2 separate regions of the Xenopus tropicalis genome follow, and region 2 is linked to region 1. The links are chromatin contacts, called in public Hi-C maps. All regions are on one chromosome and are shown on one strand. The core of a region is the stretch at or near the end of the contact, and the rest is flanking DNA. Distances in the headings are between cores, read along the strand shown.

The links. Hi-C and Micro-C count contacts between places; a contact is called where the count stands out from the background.
Region 2: a Hi-C map of neurula embryo shows a contact between it and region 1, with 1.6 times the contacts expected there. The contact joins two enhancer-like sites. A contact is called at or near these places in 2 of 5 Hi-C or Micro-C datasets (gastrula embryo and neurula embryo).

The regions. Positions count from the first base shown.
Region 1 is chr6:128,719,169-128,722,142 of UCB_Xtro_10.0, reverse strand. All of the region lies in intron 19 of vps13b (vacuolar protein sorting-associated protein 13B), which reads left to right. Among named protein-coding and RNA genes, the nearest start is that of vps13b, 160 kb to the left of the region's middle. Within about 2 kb of position 1,377, at least 2 of the 11 cell types and tissues checked have an H3K27ac peak or open chromatin away from gene starts, as enhancers often do. A contact at or near this core is called in neurula embryo, where this site is marked.
Region 2 is chr6:128,800,440-128,803,413 of UCB_Xtro_10.0, reverse strand. The region is part of intron 16 of vps13b (vacuolar protein sorting-associated protein 13B); the gene reads left to right. Among named protein-coding and RNA genes, the nearest start is that of vps13b, 80 kb to the left of the region's middle. Within about 2 kb of position 1,588, at least 1 of the 11 cell types and tissues checked has an H3K27ac peak or open chromatin away from gene starts, as enhancers often do. A contact at or near this core is called in neurula embryo, where this site is marked.

The sequences.
Region 1 (2,974 bases), core at 128-2,627:
ATGGCACCCTCTACTTCAAGCGTGAAGAGAGAAAAGATACAAATTGCAATACATAAATGTGTATACACTTGGCATGCTTTATGCACAATTTAATGAATGAAAGGAATACAGGTATGAGATCCGTTATCTGGAAACCCATTATCCAGAAAGCTCCAAATTACGGAAAGCCTATCTCCCATAGATTCAATTTTAATCAAATAATTCAGATTTTTAAAACTGATTTCCTTTTTCTCTGAAATAATAAAACAGTACCTTGTATTTGACCCCCAACTAAGATATAATTAATGCTTATTGGATGCAAAACAATCCTGTTGGGTTTAATTAATATTTTATTGATTTTTTAGTAGACTTAAGGTATGGAGATCCAAATTACAGAAAGACCATTTATTCAGGAGAAACCCTTGGTCCCGAGCATTCTGGATAATGGGTCCTATACCTGTATTTAATTCCTCCTTAGACACTTTTAGTTTGATACAAATTGAATAGGAGACACCAACTAGTTTCAGCATTTGCTCACTACAGGTTAATGTGCCATAAAACATTTATTCTGTAAGCGACTTTGTGGTCATTGCCATTAAAAATATTTATTTGCAAGTACATGGTGCTCTTCTGCTGTATTTTTCTATAAATGTTCAGGGAAAGTGATTGGCATAGGATGAGGAGCCTTTTTGCATTTAGTTGCATTTAGAGTGAGAGCTTCCATTTGGTTCCTGATCATGGCAACACATTTAGTGGCAGATTTATTATGTTGTGGTGTGAAAAAACGGTGTGAAAATTCAGCAAACATTGCCAGGTAAGTAAGTTTACTTACACCGTAACTTACTTACACAAAGTCTGAAGCAGTGTAAAATAATGGTGTCAGTTCTGGCGTTTGGATGACATAAAATAAAATGCACATTGATACATTTATTTTACACATCTTTTTACACCATTTTTTGTCAAATTTAATTTTATACAGCATAATAAATAGGCCCCTTTATCTCATCCCTAGCCATCATTAATTTGTAGCATGCTTACTGGGCTGAAGCAAACAATATTTGTTTTAGTATCTCTTTATACACTGCAAGATAGTAGAATGATTATGCTCAGACCAGTATAATGTCCTTTCAGTTATTAGTGGGTTTCATGACCACTGAAGTTAGCTGTTTAATAAGGGGAATCATGTCATAAGATTTGCCCCTTTTTGGGGTTCCCTGCTTTGCTTCTGTTATTGTAGGGTAAATACATTTTGTTCAGGCATACAGCTTACCTTTGAGGATTATATACTACTCCTTAGCTTCCAGATTCTGCAGCTCTTCCCCATAAATCTGACCCTGGCAGTGGAATGTTAACGAAGAACAGCAATAAAAAAGGAGTGAGGCTGTGAGATGGAGGGGCGGCCTGGCTCATCATACTTACATGTGCTGACAGTAGCTCTACCAAGAGATACAAACTGTAGGGAGTCTGTAAAACTCAGCAGTTGTCTGTGTACTGTTGCTTTAACCTGGGTTTGGAAGTGTTAGGAAATGCAAGTGTTTGAATAAAGAAGTAAACAGGACACTTGGGGGGGTATGTAAATATTTTTTAAAATGTTTGCCACCAGAATTCTCCTAACTGCTGCGTAAAATTAATTGCTTTACTTATCCATGGGGTACTTGGCTCCAGAATAAGGGAATGCTGCCACCTACGGCTGCAACTAAGCTTTTCACATATTAGATTTTTGTAAATCCAAAACCCGCTGACCATTTATTTGAATTCCTCATTCAGATGATGACTTGATTGATGGCAATATGTGCTTTTAGGAGCAGCAACGGACGGTTAGGCTCTGCAGAAATACCTGTTCAGTCAGTTTCACCATACTGTTTGTTTAATAAGTAGTATATATTCGGGGAATTCAGACAACTGTGTATAAATTTATGTGTATAAAAATAATGAAACTATTTTAAATTAAAATCAATTTCTGGTTGATTTTTTGGCCCTCTGGGTGAATAATCGGCTCACGTTGGTGGGATAAAGGCCATCGGAACGAGAACCACATTAATGCGCCAATCTGTTCTTTGCCCTGACAGGATTTTTAAACCTGCCTGAATGACATCTGCCCGATTTTCGGCAAGATATCAGTTGGGCTGGCCTATCTGAAGGGTGATAAACTGCCAACTCAGGCTGTCAGAAGGTTTTATTGGCCCATGTATGGCCACCTTTAGTTAGGATCAATATAAGGTACTGTTTTATTATTACAGAGAAAAAAAAATCATTTTTATCAACTAGAATTATTTGCTTAAAATTGAGTCTATGGGAGATGACTGTCCACTACTATCCAGAGATTTTTGGATAGCGGGTTTCCGGGCAAGGGTATGAGGTTTGCTTTATTGCTTTTTCACTTACCAATCAGGCAGTTTCACTTAATATATAGGATCCCTTATCCGGAAACCCGTTATCCAGAAAGCTCCACATTACGGAAAGCCCGTCTCCCATAGACTCCATTTCAATCAAATAATTCAGAATTTTAATACTGATTTCCTTTTTCTCTGTAATAATAAAACAACACCTTGTAATTGGTCCCAACTAAGATATAATTACCCCTTATTGGGGGCAGAACAGCCCTATTGGGTTTATTTAATGGTTAAATGATTCCCTTTTCTCTGTAATAATAAAACAGTACCTGTACTTGATCCCAACTAAGATATAATTACCCCTTATTGGGGGCAGAACAGCCCTATTGGATTTATTTAATGGTTAAATGATTCCCTTTTCTCTGTAATAATAAAACAGTACCTGTACTTGATCCCAACTAAGATATAATTAATCCTTACTGAATGCAAAACAATCCTATTTGGTTTAATTAATGTTTTATTGATTTTTTAGTTGACTTAAGGTATAGAGATCCAAATTATGGAAAGACCCCTTTTCCGGAATACCCTTGGTCCCAAGCATTCTGGATAACGGGTCCTATACCTTTATAATGAATCCATCATCTAGGCAGCCTGTGATTGAA
Region 2 (2,974 bases), core at 339-2,838, 81 kb before region 1:
TTCACAGTGAGCAGGGGTACATGTAAAGCAATTTATTTGGCACATGGGAGGATCATTTTTAATGGCACATTATGGTGCATATAATTGATGATTAGTTAGGGATCTAGTTATTAGATAGTTATCTCCTTAAGGCTTAATGTCATTGATGCAGGCAAGCAGCTTAAGCAGTTTTTTTCTGGAGTCATTATCTCTTGTAAGAAAAGTACAAGTATGGGACCTGTTTTCCAGAATTCTTGGGACCTGGAATTTTCCTGATAAGGGGTGTTTCCATAATTCGGATGTCCAACTTTTTGTTTTACTTGTGAGCCACATGCAGATATAAAAAGTGTTGGTGAGCCACACAAGCATAAATAAAGTTCTTTGGGGATGCCAAATAAGGGCTGTGATTGGCTGTTTGATAGCCTGATGTGGGCAGTTCTTGGAGTATAACCATGTGTTTGTGCTTCCAAAACTTGCCTCCAAGCCAGGAAATTAAAAATGGGCACCTACTTTGGGGCCACTGGGAGCAACCATAGAGGGGTGGTGAGCAACATGTTGCTCATACGCCACTAGTTGTGGATCACTACCTTAAGTCTTAAAAAAAAAATAATAATTTAAACTTTAATTAAACCCAATCAGGGTCAGACAAGGCTGGCGGGACAATGGGAAAAACCCGATGGGCTCTGCCGACCCAAACACAATCCCCGCCTGCCCTTCCCTGTTGCTCCCCTGCAACAGTGGCAAAGTAAGTATATGGTTTGTGTGCACGTGGGGGAGAGGGGGTTGGGGCTCCTGGGGTAGCAGCGCAAGTGGGCCTTACCCCAGTCTGACCCTAAACCCAATAGTATTGTTTTGCCTCCAGTAAAGATGGTTTTTTTATTAGTTAAGATCAAGTACAAGGCACTGATTTTTGTTAAAGGGAAAAAAGGAAGCATTTTTAAAATTTAAAGTTATTTGATCATAATGGAAACTATGAGAGATAATTTTTGGAGCTTTTTGGATAATGGGTTTCCAGATGATTTGTCGCCCGCGACAAATCTCCCTTGTCGCGGGCGACTAATCTCCCCAAAATGCCATTGACGAAAATGTAAATCGCCGGTGGGATGGCATACGCGGCGCCACGATTTCCCCGAAATCGCGGACTTTCCTCTCAAGGCAACTTCCGGGGAGATTGTCGCAGGCGACTTGTCTCCTCGTCTGCCAAAGCCCTAAAAGAGTAGCTTATAAATCTAATGATAACATTTGTTTTTTCCCCTGTACTATAAATGTTTTGCTGAGAGGGAGAAGGACACAGCACATTCTGTGTGTAAATGACCTGCTTTTTGACAGCAGACAGGGTAAAAAAAAGCTAATGTACTTGTTTGTTTTGTTATGGAGATGTTAAATGTTGCAGAGAAGGTGTCCCATTGCTGTTTGCTTTCACTAGATTGCAATTCCAGGCTGAAAGTCTCACGTGCTTGCTAAGCTTATCTACTGTCACTTCCTTGTTTGCTTTAAGGGTCACACTGTACAAAAGCTTTCATTAAATCTTATCTCCCAGGATGGATGATGCCCACTCCTTTGCATGCATATTAGCATCCTTGACACTGAAGAGATAAGTTAGTTGTAATTGCCTCAGCCCAGCTCACTATGTGGCGTAGCCTTCCTCCCCAGGCATGCAAGGGTCCGGCCTTTTCTCACTAGCACCTGATTTCTTTTGCAATCCTTAGAAAGAGATCAAAGCAAAAGATCAAGCGGGGTGTGCAGTATTAGAGCAAGTATGTAAAGCGGGCAGATTAGGTTCAGCCAATTGGTCATTATCTGCTGTCAGCTTCTGCTTATCCCTATATCTATGTTTGGAGTGTTCCAGGAGCTCTCTGCTACCAACAGAATGCTTACATATGCTTTGCCCAACCTCTTACATTGTCATAGAGGTCGTATTTATATCACTATGCTCACTGAATAAAATGTCAGTGATGTGCTAGGATCAAATAAAAATGATAAAACAATATACAGGGTGGGCCATTTATATGGATACACCTTAATATGGTGGGAATGGATGGCCCACCCTGTATAATTTAATCAACACACTAAAGTTTTGTCTGGGGCTAGCATGATTGGCCATACCTGCCCAGATAGTCAAGCAATATGGTTGTCAAACTGCCCGACCAGATCTGAGCATGTATTTGCAACCACTCTTTGTTAGCCTTGCCATTCCTCAGGTCTCAACACTGGTTTCCAATAGCTTTTAGAATACAATTCAAACAAATTACCCTGACCAACTCTTCCCTACCAAGTACCTACCAAACTGCATTATGAACTTCTGCTTCTAACTTTATACTCATTACCTCTTTACATACATGCATTTAAGAATCCTGTAGAGCTCCTTCTCTGGTAATCCCTCCCATATTTCATCAGACTTTAAATAATTTTTTTTTCTATCTTATTTCCATCCACCCTAGTTGTCCTTCATTATATACTGTATTGTCACGGCCACTTGCAAGTGCAATGCCACATCCATTACTTTGATCACTTTTGATTTTGCCAATCCCTGCAACATGTCTTATACCCCCTTCTTTGTTTTAGATTTTTGGCTCTTTTGAGTAGGTCCACCTTAACTCTGTATCAGTCAATATTTGTATGAAATCTGTATGTTTGATATGTATTCCCATCTATTTACAGCCCTGAAGAATGTATGTGTATTATAAATAAATGTTAAAGGGGGTGGCTCACTTTTAGTATGTTAAATAATGGCCTATTCCTAGCAAGTTTTAATTGGTCTTTCTTTATTTTTATATAAATATTTTTGTAATTATTTCCCTCTTCTGACTCTTTCCAGCTTTTAGATAGGGTTGATCCAACAGCCAAAAAAACATTGCTCTACAATTTTATTTTTATTGTTGTCTTTTATCACTTATCTTTCTTTTTAGGCCCTCCTCTACTCATATTCCTCTTGGGCCCTAGCAACTGTAAAACCACTGAACAAAAGAACAAAACACTACAAAAAGCACAAAAA